2 separate regions of the Mus musculus genome follow, and region 2 is linked to region 1. A link is a contact called in public Hi-C data. All regions are on one chromosome and are shown on one strand. The core of a region is the stretch at or near the end of the contact, and the rest is flanking DNA. Distances in the headings are between cores, read along the strand shown.

What was found. Hi-C and Micro-C count contacts between places; a contact is called where the count stands out from the background.
Region 2: a Hi-C map of muscle stem cells shows a contact between it and region 1, with 2.6 times the contacts expected there. The contact joins two enhancer-like sites. A contact is called at or near these places in 8 of 484 Hi-C or Micro-C datasets (the HL-1 cell line, Th1 cells, cerebral cortex and 5 more) and 1 of 115 datasets of contacts at active chromatin or transcription factors (heart atrium).

The regions. Positions count from the first base shown.
Region 1 is chr6:15,789,749-15,796,835 of GRCm38.p6, reverse strand. All of the region lies in intron 4 of Mdfic (MyoD family inhibitor domain containing), which reads right to left. Among named protein-coding and RNA genes, the nearest start is that of Mdfic, 73 kb to the right of the region's middle. Within about 2 kb of position 3,090, at least 138 of the 459 cell types and tissues checked have an H3K27ac peak or open chromatin away from gene starts, as enhancers often do. A contact at or near this core is called in muscle stem cells and neural progenitor cells, where this site is marked.
Region 2 is chr6:16,209,884-16,216,970 of GRCm38.p6, reverse strand. No RefSeq gene overlaps it. Among named protein-coding and RNA genes, the nearest start is that of Gm36406, 260 kb to the left of the region's middle. Within about 2 kb of position 3,065, at least 21 of the 459 cell types and tissues checked have an H3K27ac peak or open chromatin away from gene starts, as enhancers often do. A contact at or near this core is called in muscle stem cells and neural progenitor cells, where this site is marked.

The sequences.
Region 1 (7,087 bases), core at 1,841-4,340:
TCCGGATAGCATTTGAAATGTAAATGAAGAAAATATCCAATAAAAAATTGAAAAAAAAAGGAAATGAAATGTTCTTTGAAGTACAGAGAATAGTCAATTGATGTTTTTCTGTGGTATTATTGTTATCAATTTTTCTCTTTTAAACTGGAAACTGTATTTTGTTATTTACTAATTAAAGGAGTAATTTTTTCTTTAAAAAAAAAAGAAGACAAAATAAAACAAAAGAAATTCATTGACCGAGGGGAAAATAATGGATTTTAATCTCTACTTGTAAACACTCATTCCTTCAGAATGGAATCATCACGCCTGAAGTCCAGTGAGCAGCACACCTTTCTCAGAGGGTGTGATGTTTATCCATTTTGACTCCTATGGTTTGTTTGCATGCTGTGCAGCATCTTAGTTGATGAACACACCAGATCTGATTTACCCTCACAGATCTCTAAACATTGTGGTTGCTCCTGGAGTTCTGCTTGACTATACATTGCTTTTAGAGAAAACTGCATGCAAGTTCCCGAGAAGACACTTGCTAAATTAGTAGCTGTAGGATATTGGGGTTAGAGTTTTGCATATATTTAATATTATTGGGAAATGGAATTGAAAATTTCTCCCCAAAGCAACTGTTCCAATGTTTATTCTAACAAAGCAAGAGAGTCCACATCTCTATCAGTCATTGAAACTGTCTCACTTTACCACATGACAAGTCATTGAATTTGACATAGTTCTCCCATACACACACACACATACGGCAGAGGTGTATTTTTGTGTTTGCTAATCCAGATTGTTTTCCTTACTGTGAACTGTTCAAATTTTCTCTTCAGTGAATTGTATTTTCACTGGATTCACACTGTTCCCACGTTTGCACTTTTTCCTCATTGGTTAATATACATGTTTTATAATTCAAACTACAAGCCCATTGTGAAATGAGATAGACCACTCTGTGTATAACATATTTTAGCTAAAAGAAAGCAACAGAACGGAGAGCTGATGGAATCTTTAGACTTCAAGCATTTGAAGTGCTGAGGGCAAATCTCAGAGTAGCGGTAGGTACAGGATTATGTGGTCAAGGCAGTGAAGTGCCTCAGACAAAATGAGAAAACAAAGAAAAAACAGAAGAATTGGAACTATTACTAAGACTTGGCAGAAAAATAAACTAGTTAACTTTCAGTGTTTCTGATTTACTAAAGAGTTGACAGTACAGGTGAACCTTCAAGCTACACTGTGTTGGAGGACCGATAAACAGCCAGTCTCACTGCTGAAACAGATATAAGAGAGTGGACATGCTGAGTTAATGCCTCACTTAAAGGTATTGAATACGCAAATCTAAAATGTAGAAGTCTGTGTCCACATATATGCACAGGAGCAAAGACTTTATGAGAGAAGACCAATGGGAAGACGTGATGAAGACAGACTTCTCAGAAGACGATGCGATGCTCTTTACAGGAAAATTAAAATTCACGAAAGCTCATCATTATCTGAAAGACATGGTTCTACAGGATTTACTAGAGAACTACTGGAATTACGAAAATCAAAACCCTAAACCAAAATACCCCCAAACAACTTTGAATCCCTCTAAAATACAAATGAAGAGAAACAGTCTATTAACAAGTACCTAAAGAAGCCACAAGCCAAAATTGTAATGATTATGAAGACATCTACACAAGTCCGCTCATTCTCTACTTACTCTCCATAGAGAAGCAGAAGAATAGACCCCTACATTCTATCACATCAATTATACAATTGTGTTCTTACCTGCCAAAAGAATTCTTTTTTTTTTTTTTTTGGCTTTTTCTGAGTTGTTTTGTTTTCAGAATTCTGACTCAGCACAATGAAAAGGTTACAGACACTGAGCACAAAGATTTGTTACAGATTCCATGCTTACCGCTGTCTAGAGGAGTCAGAGACCACAAACGACTTTAAGGTGGGGGAGACATGTGAAGCCAAAATGGATTGTAAGTTTTGCATGTCTGTATGGTAGAGCATGCCAGCAAGGACCACACTAAGGAGCTAGAGGCAGGATTTCCAGAGCAGCTTTGGCTTTAGGAGAACAGTGCCCAAACCAACAAACAAAATCAACAGCAAAAGAAGAAGAAAATATCAGGTGAGATAGCACGCATTATTATGCCAAGGAAGGAGCATCCTGAATTTGAAGCCAGGCTAGGCTGTACAGAGAAGCTCTATCTATAGAAAGAAGAGAAGATAGAAGAGAAGAGAAGAGGAGAGGAGAGGAGAGGAGAGGAGAGGAGAGGAGAGGAGAGGAGAGGAGAGGAGAGGAGAGGAGAGGAGAAGAGAAGAGAAGAGAAGAGAAGAGAAGAGAAGAGAAGAGAAGAGAAGAGAAGAGAAGAGAAGAGAAGAGAAGAGAAGAGAAGGAGGGAAAGACAAGACAAGAAAAGAAAAGAAAAAAAAAACAAAATAAAACAAAACAAAACAAAATTAAACAAAAAATCTAAAATAAACAAACCAAATTTGGGAAGAAGAGTAGAGAAACAAAGTTTAAAAAAGATGAGCTCTCTGCCTGTATGTGGTTCACTGTCAAAGAAAAAAATTCCTTTTCCCTAGGTCCTTGAGGTTTTCAGTTTTTATGGGTTTTATTTAGTCATGATTTGTAGTTTTTACCAAAACTGTTTAACCTTTAAGAAGCCAACTGGGTTCTGGGAAGGATGCCTAGCCTAAACTGGGCCAAGCAAGAATTGCGCAATTCAGGGTACTGAGAGGAGGACTCAGCTCAAGACCAACAGCTACTGTAACTTTAGGAAAAACAAAGGAACAGGGCAGCAGGAAAGAGCTTAGAAGAACACATCAAAATAAATCATTAGCAGGACGTTTGACTTTAAAAGCATCATCAAATCAAAGAAAAACATTCTCTTAGGAATTATTGCTGTCACAGTCCCAAGCCAAGGTCGACACTGGTAAGCCTGAGCTGCAGCCCATCTGAGGGGCTTGCAGCCCCAACCCATGCTGAAAGTAACAACCCAAAGGAGAAATAACCCCTTAGCCACTGGGGGAATTGTCTGTGACTGATCTCAGGAACTCTGTTTTGTTGAAAATGAAACTGAAGGTTTTGTCCGGGAGAACAGCCAGTTTATAATGAAAGTATCGCAGACCAGTATGTTGCCAAACTTACTAGGAAATATCGACATCAGCGAGGCAGTTTGATCGAGCCAAGACTTCATCAAGTGCCATCAAGAGACAATTTGAATGATACACTCAAGTCTATGATAGACAAGTCTTTTTCTTTCTTCCTTTCATTTCTTCCTCATGAGATGCAGTACGACAGGTACTCTTAATTTCTTGGAACAAAGATATGCGATACAGGAAGTAGAATACAAGAACAGGCAGAGAGCAGAGAATTCTCAGAATTGCCCACAACCCATTTTTTGAGTGAAGAATGATGTGTGTGCCTCTTATCTTGACTAATCTGGAGTAATGTTTCCTATGACTTAAAGTGCTTGAACACTATTTTCCTTTCTGGGTAACGAGTATGTAAACGAGAGAGTGAGAAGCAAAAAGATCCATTAGCACTTGACGAACCCAGGGAAGCAATGCTGGGTCAGAACTTGCAGAGGGATACACCATTAGTGTTTGAGAACACTGCTTTGAGATCAGTTTTACCATCAGGGTAAAGAGTGCCCAGAGTTACTCACACATCTCTCTGCTGAGGGGTGGTGTACACTGCACTGGGGCAGGGCCTGACAGGGGAGTGCATTTCTGATATTACATCACTGACCCCAGAAACTTCATCCCTGCCTTTGTTGTTTCTTAATAGAGAATGGAAAAGCAGGCCAGAGGTACGTTTGACTTATTCGGAGTCGAAGCTACAATGACTGAATGTGTCTACCCTTTGCAAAAATCCAGCTGGTAGGGCCTGACACAAGTATCTCCCCAGGAGTTCTGCTTTTCAAGTGCATGTAGTGTGCGTGGGTGAGGCATATTTATGAATTCTGCACAGTAGCTCAGCTGCAGGCAAATGCCTGACTCAAGACAGGGGCTGTGCAGCACTCCTGGCCCCCAGCCGTTGACTGACCACCTGTCTGAGAAACAGGCCCAGAGGTCACCGCCTACACAGAGCCTCTGGCACATGGCGGTCCCTAAGGCTCTGGGCCATGGCTAGAAAACAGAGGCAACATTTTCCTAATGGAGGGGAAAGAGAGCTAGGTCAGGAGGTTTTTCAAAAGAAAGTTTGAGAAGAGTTATATTTTCCATGCAGAGCTGACTTTGGGGAAATGAACAATCGTCTTCATTATCATCTTTCTCCTTTACAAATTCAGAAGAGTATTAGAAAAAGAAACACCCTGACCTCCTGCACCCACGAAGGGACACCTCAGTAGCTTCCCTGCCCCATACCCAAGCCCTGGAACCCACATGGTCCAATGGAAAGGTTACTGTACGGCAAAGACAGATAGCCTGACCTGTCGTTCCCCCCACCCCCTCTTTATTCTGTTGCCAGCATTGTACACAGCTAATGCATTCAGTATTCCAAACTGCTAGATTTGATCCAGAACTTGGTCTCAACTACAGCACTAGTCCAAGAACTCTGTTTGAAGGAACTTTTTACAGTCTAGGAAGGCAATGTTTATATCAGAGGAACTATTGTTTCACAGAAGTTTAACACAGAAATCTGAAGAGGCAATGGCATTTCAAGTGTTAGATAGTCTCTATAAATCACTACATTTTCATTTTCTATTTATTGAGTACAGTATATGATGTGCATTTGAGTAAAGGTGAGCTCTCTCTCTCTCTCTCTCTCTCTCTCTCTCTCTCTCTCTCTCTCTCTCTCTCATTTTGGCACAGTGTGCACTGAGGTCAGAGGGCAGCTTACTGGGATCTTTCTCTCCTTTTAGCATGTGGGTTCTGGGAGTTAAACTAAGGTCACCAGGCTCAGAGGCACCCCACCTTTGGGCCTTGAGTCATGTTTCTGCCTCACAGGCACTTGCCTAGAATATTTTACATGTAAAGTTAATTCGATATCTGACTTGAGAGTGGCTAAAATATCAGTGATGATGCAAATTATAGCAAGATATTTAAGATGGCAAATCTGATAGAATGCCACTGTCCCCGGAGACGTGATGAACACTAAACGAATATGGAATTAACAGATGACACTTGCTAAGTACTAGCCGTGTGATGGCTGTGATGATAGTGGTGTGTTGATTGTGGGGGTGGTGGGAGTTGTGGTAGTAGTGCCCGATGGGGTGGGGGAATGATAGCATCAAAATATGGTTCCAGGAGGACTATAACTCTCCTCCTATGTCCAGCCAGGCTCTGTAGTATAGCGATAGCGACTATTCTCCTCAAATTCAGGAAGGCTTGGGAAAAACTGCTCAGATACAAAAGAGGACGAAGCACCAAACGTAACTAATTCTAAGAGACAGACAGTGCAGAAGAATGAAACAGAAACCCAGCCCAAAACAAGTAATCTGTGTCTGGCTATAGCAGAAGCTTTCAAAATAATAGTCTAGTTTTCCATAGTGCAATGATTATCTGTTTTCTTCAGAAGCAAGAAAGCTGGGAGAAAAAAAAAGGTAATATTACATGTTTTTTAAAAAATGTATTTGGTGCTATTTTTAAGTTGATCATTGGTAAAATATGTAATGTAAGGTTGAGTATAGCTTTGAATAATAAATTCTATAATACTTTACTTAGTCACAAAAAGCATTTTGAAGAATTTCTATAAAGCTCAGAAGGTAAAGGTACTTGCCACCAAGGTAGGTGACCTAAGTTTGATTCCCAGGACCCATGTGGTAAGAGAGAACTGACTCTGATAAGTTTTGCACTTCACAAGTGCAACACACACACACACACACACACACACACACACACACACACACTGCCCCGTAAGTAAATAAATATAGCATTTATTAAGAAAGCATTGTTTTGTTTGTAAGCAGTCTGCATACTTTGGTAATAATGCCTCTTATAGTCAGGACAAAACAAATGTGAAAAAGTCCTCTAGTTTTAATGAAAATAAGTATTTGAATAAAAATGATGGAAAACTTCTTTCCAGATGCCGAATTTAACATTTTCCCCAATTTTATTTTCCAAGCTACATTTATTTCACAGCTAAAATTTTGGCTCGCCTCTTGTTACTTATGTCTTTGGTTTAAGAATTGTGCAGGGCATATTTCAAAAGAACTCGGTTTTTTAAACGGCAAAAGGCTCACAATGATGTGCCCACTATACTCTATGAAGTGATGATGATGATGATGACGATGACGACGATGATGATGATAAGTAAACTAATATACTGGCCAGTCAGTGAGAGTAGTCTATTACAGACACTCATGGAGTTGGCCAGGTTGCCTATATCCAAAATCCCCTGGCAGATAGAAGTAAAAACATGGCAAGAGAAGGCATGAGTCAGGCTAAGAATTTCACAGGACAGGGATCACGCACAGTTCTCTGGACACTTGACTTGCCAGGGCTTGGCAGGTATACAAAGGGTGCGTCTGCCATCCAAATTACATAAAAGTCCCAAACAAAGCTGTCACTGCAGCAGGGTCCTCTCCTGCAGAGGCAGGACAGCTTGTCCAGCAGGGGGCACTACGTCCTACAGGCAGGAGATGTCTGGTCTAGGGAAGGCCCAGGATGTGTTCCTTAGCCTTGACAGAAGGGACAGGCCCCAAGCAAAGAGTCACAGCAGTCTAACACACACATACCGGGCAAGATGAAGAGACAGGCAGAGTGAGCAGCTACCCCGGGACAAGACACCAAAGCACAATTCAAAGCTGTGCACAGGAGGTAAATCCTATTATTTATGGAATTAATTTGTGACTAAAGGATGGTTGTTAGTCTTTCCACATCACCCTTTCTCAGCCTGTCTCATCCATTCATGTAATGTGATGTTTTTCAAAGGCATCATCGCAAGCTTCAGATGAGCAAGACAGCATGACACTAAAATTACAAGGTATACGTATCGCCACTTGAATTTAGTCCCCCAACAATTCTGAAGGCAAAACAACCTAAGGACGGGTTGGCGAGTGTCCTAAATGTGACAGCCGTGGTTTCTGGCCTGCTAAACAAGACGTTCTGTAGGCGTGTCGACTACTTTAAATTGTGGGAGAGGAGATAAAAATAAAAACCCTCTCCCTGA
Region 2 (7,087 bases), core at 1,816-4,315, 420 kb before region 1:
CACCCACATGCATGTGGTCGATGCCACAAGTATGGATGTCCATGGACAACTTGTAAGAGCTGGTTCTCTCCTCCCACTGTGTGTGTTCTGGGGAAGAAAGACATGTCATTGGGCTTAGGGGCAAGTGGCAAGTGCCACTGAACCATGTCAACAAACTCAAAGCTCACTTTATTTTTTAAAAGAGACGAATCTCCCTTAATTATTTACCTGCTTTTTCTTCTGTCCTTTTATATAGTTTATAGACAGCCATAAATTTAGTGATTTCATATTTAGATGTTAGGAGTCTGAACCTTTCATGATAATGCTGCTTCAAGGATTATTTTTCAATATTCTTTTAAATATTTAAAAGAAATAAATTTCTTTTAAATATTCCACCTTGGACTTCTCCTCCTGCTACCTGGAAAAGTTGCAAGTGTGATTCTCCACTGCTTAGCTGCAGGATGCAAAGTGCCTCATGAAAAACAAAAGCAAAGAAAACCACAAACCCAGCTTCCCCTCAATACAGCTCATAAAGAAGTTACTTCAGGATTTTGCACAACTTTGGTAGTGCCCTGTGTTTCCAAGTAATTATTTTTAATAATTTTGTCTCAATTTAAAAGTGCTATATAGAGAAGAGAAATGATCAGGCGGTATTATTAGAAGGCCTTTTTCTTCTTTTCATTTATAGAATTGGCAAAGAACTATTTAGATGTGTCATGTGAGGATTATTTTAGAGTGGAAATGTTTTATTGTGCTTCTATGCGTTGAAACTTTGTTTCCTTTTCTATAAAAACATGCCATCCCTATAATCAGAGACTAACCCACTTATTGCTACCATCCTGCAACAGCTGAAAGAACACAAACACAGTTGAGGCACTGGGGTAAATTTGAAGATATTTTTTAAGTGCTTTATTGAACATCACAATTACTTTATATAACAGTTTTACAGCTTCTTTTTTTTTTTCGTTTTTCAAGAACGATTTTACATCTTATACAAAACTATAATAGTACTCCTGAACTGCCGATAAAGGAAAACTGATAGACTACTTCAGAGGGAAATCCCAGTGTCTTCATTCAAAACTCCCTTGTGAAGAGAGAGGGTTTTCCCTCCGAAGTAGTCTATCAGTTTTCCTTTTTCGGCACTTCATGAGTACTATTATAGGACACTTTTACAAACTGCAACATAACGTAGGCTTGTGTGACTTCAATCACAGCTGACACAGTTTATTTGCTTAAGTAGCTTCCTACTGAGACTTTCTTATTTAAGGGTACAATATCCATTCTACTCTGAGTTATTTCTGAGTCAAGGGAAAAACAAAACAGAAGGACCTATTAACTGTTGCTCATCAAGACTTGACATATTTTGAAAGTGTTTTGTATTTCTAACTATTCTACCAGAAGAATAAAATGTTCGAATCCAAGCCATTCGAATACGATCACGAGCTGTAGGAGGACTGGATATTTCTCAAGGATTATGAAGTTTGGGTCAAGTCGGAGTGAGAGTTTCTTGGCATTGACGAGAGACAGTCCAGCTCTGTCTGATGCTCTTACTTCCAACCTGCTATGCTGTGGAGAGTCGGGAGGGTAGAGACAAGACTGGGGGATCACATGACCCCGTGTCAGAGTTAAATGATAACAAATATTGCTTGGAAGAAGCATGAGATTCCCCATTCAGAGACAGAAAAGGCTAAATGGAGCAAACATGTCCCTGGGTGCTTTCAATGCACTCTAAATTAAAAGCAAGACTGTGTCTGAAATTTCGTCCAGATCTATAATTCAGCAACTTGGTTCACAGCTATTTTGGCCGAAGGGAAAATTTAGAAGTAAATATCTGCTCACACTCTGCTGCCCCTACCCTCCAGAAGGCTGCTCCCCTTTTCAACTTTGGCTCTCAGTTTTCTCTTCTTTATAGTTCTCAAACATCAAGATTGCGCCTGAGCTCAGTGGGTGAAGGTACTTACTTTTAACCTAACAGCCCAGGTTTGCTGATCTCTAGAGAATCCATGTAGTGGAAAGAGAGAGCATATGCCTGCAAATTGTCCCCACCTTCCATGTGCAAAGCTACTCTTGCACACACTCACAATAAATACACAAATGTAAAACAGAAAAATAATGTAAAACCCCCCAGGGGGTCGTTCTTAAGGCATTCAGTAAAGAGATGGCTGCAGAGACTTCTCATTTCTCTCTACAATCCTTTCTCCCCATCTAGATATAACAATTTCTGAACTTTATCCACAAGCCAAATCAAATTTTGCTGCTTTCAGAGAAACTGAGACAGCATTAAGGCTATTATCAGGCCCAAATCGTGGCAAGAGGTTAAGTCACAATCTCTCCCCAGTGCACTTTCCGACTATAGAATTCAATGGAACGGAGAGCAAACAAATTCCCGAAAGAAAGCATTACTTGCCTCTAGCATGGCTTACTCCTGTATGCTGTGGCTGAACCTCTAAAACAACCTATCTTCATAGATTTTATTCAAGCAATATAAGGCTGTGTCAGGGCTATTCATCAGCCATGGCATTGGTGTGGTCGCAGAGAAAATTTTGGAAAAGGCCAAAAGCGAGACTTCTGAAAATAATGGATAGAGGAATTATTTCCAGGACCATAGCCAACAGGTGGGCTCACACAGGAAGTTTACTTAATGTCTTAGGGATTTATAATCAGGGGCATATAGTGGCTTCTTCCTCCCGCCCCCCGAGTTTAGGTTGCAATTGTATTACTTCGACTCATCATCGTATATCATGTGCTTTATTTTTAAGTCCTAGAACTGTAGGTGCTCACAGAGTCACTGCCTGTACTGGAGAGTCCTGTGCTTCCTCTAGCACATGCATCGTACAACACAAGCGACCACATTTCCCCTCAGTGAAGGTGATAGAGTTTTATGTTTATTGCTAGTTGAGTGAGCAGAGGGAGGTGCCATGAAAGGGACTTGATTGCCCTCAACATTCATTCCATCGCACTGCCTTTGATGGAACTGATAATTCTTGTAGAACTGCAGTGTTCTGGTAGAACACTCCTAGCCATCCTCACGAGAGCGTATGATTCAGATGAGCTATTTGGATAGGAGTGGATTCCATATGTGAAACTTGTGGTTGCAGCTGGGAAACAGAAGTTTCTTGCTCCTCCCTGCTCCTGCTTCATCTGTCTGCAGTGTGGGGGATGTGAAGTGAATTTTGAATGAGGAGGGATCCATCACAGGGAGGAACTTTTACAGCAGCATAGCCTGTAGCCTAAACAACATCAGCTACGCTACCTTTGATTCTGTTTCAACTCTTCACATGACATCACCCAAGTCAGTAACGTTACCTAGCTTTGGTTTCTTCATCTCTAAAAGATACAGCTGTACTCTCTACTACTTATTGTAATGATGCTTTTGAGGCAAATATATTCTAAGAAAACTAAAAGCAAGTCGGCATATACACTTTTGTATAGTTTTTGATAAATCACACCTGAAGCACTGTAAAAATGGCATAGAAACAAAATTGGGAAAACAGATGTTTCTCCGATGAAACTATTCTTTTCCCCAGAGCAATCATATACTTGTTGGGCTCTACCTTATGAATTATTCAGATTAAAAAAAAAGACTAGTAAAGCAACATGTTGATAAAACTGCTGCTCATTTATTTTTAACAGGAGCATTCTCTGTAATAGGAGAGTAATTAGGCAAGGACAAACATGCCAAGTTGATGAAATATAGTACAAACAGGTGCACATCCGCTCTGCTGTGTGCCCGGCCAGCACAGCCTTCATTAACAAGGGTGCATTCCTTTGCTCCTAACAACGGGAAACACTGGCATCACACAATGAAAGGGGGAGCGGGGCTTGGGTGCCCCTCTACATTTTCTCTTTGCAAGATCACGGAAGCCTGAACCAGCTCTTCAGCTGACAATGGGGATTTCTGCCACTCACACTCTGTATAGAGCACTTTTCATGTCTGGATTGGCCTTTGCTCCTTCAGCCCCAGGACTGGACTAGGACCTTTTTCTAGGCATCTATACTACCTTCTGGGTTTCCTTAGTTACTACCTATGTTTTTAGAAATCATCCTTTTCTAAGGTGTTGTCCTTTCCAAATTTGCTTATGATTAAAATGAGTAAACAATAAAGTCTACATTTTTTTCTACATTTTTCAAGCACAACATGATGTTTTGAAGTAGCTAAACACCGTTGAACAGCTAATTAAACATGCATTATCTCACATAGCAACAGTTCTGTGATAAAATACTTTACATCTATTGTCTTAGCACTTTTCAAGACTAATATTATCCTTAGTTTTAGTCACCATACAGTATAGCAGATCTCCTGCACTTAGATCTCCTAGTGAATGATAATTTTTAACTTTCCTAATTTTGGTGTGTTGTCTATTTTCTTCTGAAACCCTGACTGGCAATCATAGAAAATAAGATATGAGCATTATTATTATACAAAATATCTGTGTTTAAAGGTCAAATGGAAAGACAGAATTTAATGGAATACCATGCTATTGTAATTTTAGTGCAATTGAGCATATTTTCTTCCTAAAGTTATCTGCTATTGGGTTAGAATTATTTTATTTCATAAAAAAAAAGCAAAAATTGTTGCTAGGCTATTTTGTCAGGTGGATTTTCTTAGTCTTTTATACTAACTAGATAAGAATGACTCATTAACATATTGAATTTATGTAAATCACCCCAATCATCTGCTTTCTCTTCCCCTCCTAAGCCACAGAGAATTTTCAGAGGCATTTTTGGACCAGGCTGACTTGATTTTAGTCAGAGATCTGCAAGTACAGGCTACAGAGTCTGACCAATGTGCCACAGATGCTAACTGAGTGATTAGCAAGGGCTCACAGATATGTTGGAGAAACACAAAACAAACAAACAAACAAACCAAAACAATACTTAGGTGTAAGCTTCCGGGAACATGCTGTCTGCTATCAAACTGGCCAAGTTTGAAGACTTTTGTTATAAATTTCACCAAATACTATGTTTTACAAACATCTAACTTCACCTCAAATCCAACAGCTGCTCAGATCCTGCTATGTGTGATTGCCCTGAGATGGGTGGCAAGCCAAGTGGCCCTGGACCGTTTTTGGTACAGCTTCAACTGGAAGCCTAAGCTTATTCTCCAAAGCTACTTCTTATGACAGGGTGGAGCCTCACTATATGTTAGGATATAGTTCAAACAGGTTAGCAGGAAATTGATTTCCAAATTCTTTTTTTTGTGTGTGTGTGTGGGGGGGTAAGGCTTGATGCTTCTCCATCCATAACAATTTAGGACTTCCAGTCACCAGAGTGTTCTAGGACTGTGTGGTTTAAGCATGAGAAACATATTCTCCCATTTGTAAAAACTGGAATTCTAGGATCACAGTTTAATCACAGTTAGTTTCCTTTGAGGAGCTATTGGGAAACTCTTTCCCTGTGTCTTTTCTTTTTCTTTTTTCTTTTTTGTCTTTTAATTATTTTTATTTCACAAGCAGAATTTTTAAAATTCACTTTAAAAAAAAATAAATAGATTCTTCTCTCATACAGTACATTCTGACCACAGTTTCTCTTCTGTCCACTCTTCCAAGTTCCCCACACTTACCCTCTCCTCTAAATCAATTGCCCTTCCGTCACTCTTCAGGAATGAACAGGCCTCCAAGAGGCAATAGTCAAACAGAAGCAAACAAAATACAGTAAGACAAGGCAAAAGCCCTTCTTTTTTTTTTTTTGGTCTGCATTTTTTATTTATTTATTTTTTTATTACATAGTTTCCTCAATTACATTTCCAATGCTATCCCAAAAGTCCCCCATACCCTCCCCACCCACTTCCCTACCCACTCATTCCCTTTTTTTTTGGCCCTGGCATTCCCCTGTACTGGGGCATATACAGTTTGTGTGTCCAATGGGCCTCTCTTTGCAGTGATGGCCGACTAGGCCATCTTTTGATACATATGCAGCTAGAGTCAAGAGCTCCGGGGTACTGGATAGTTCATAATGTTGTTCCACCTATAGGGTTGCAGATCCCTTTAGTTCCTTGGGTACTTTCTCTAGCTCCTACATTGGGGGTCCTGTGATCCATCCAATAGCTGACTATGAGCATCCATTTATGTGTTTGCTAGGCCCCGGCATAGTCTCACAAGAGACAGCTATATCAGGGTCCTTTCAGCAAAATCTTGCTAGTGTATGCAATGGTTTCAGCATTTGGAGGCTGATCATGGGATGGATCCCTGGATATGGCAATCTATAGATGGTCCATCCTTTTGTCTCAGCTCCAAACTTTGTCTCTGTAACTCCTTCCATGGGTGTATTGTTCCCAATTCTAAGAAGGGGCAAAGTGTCCACACTTTGGTCTTTGTTCTTCTTGAGTTTCATGTGTTTTGCAAATTGTAACTTATATCTTGGTTATTCTAGTTTCTGGCCTAATATCCTCTTATCAGTGAGTACATATCATTTGAGTTCTTTTGTGATTGGGTTACCTCACTTAGGATGATGCCCTCCAGGCCCAACCATTTGCCTAGGAATTTCATAAATTCATTCTTTTTAATAGCTGAGTAGTACTCCATTGTGTAAATGTACCACATTTTCTGTATCCATTCCTCTGTTGAGGGGCATCTGGGTTCTTTCCAGCTTCTGGCTATTATAAATAAGGCTGCTATGAACATAGCGGAGCATGTGTCCTTCTTACTGGTTGGGACATCTTCTGGATATATGCCCAGGAGAGGTATTGCTGGATCCTCTGTTTAGCAAATTGTACCTTATATCTTGGGAATCCTAGGTTTGGGGCTAATATCCACTTATCAGTGAGTACATATTGTGTGAGTTCCTTTGTGAATGTGTTACCTCACTCAGGATGATGCCCTCCAGGTCCATCCATTTGGCTAGGAATTTCATAAATTCATTCTTTGTAATAGCTGAGTAGTACTCCATTGTGTAGATGTACCACATTTTCTGTATCCATTCCTCTGTTGAGGGGCATCTGGGTTCTTTCCAGCTTCTGGCTATTATAAATAAGGCTGCTATGAACATAGTGGAGAAAGTTTCTTTCTTACTAGTTGGAACATCTTCTGGATATATGACCAGGAGAGGTATTGTGGGATACTCCGGTAGTACTATGTCCAATTTTCTGAGGAACCGCCAGACTGATTTC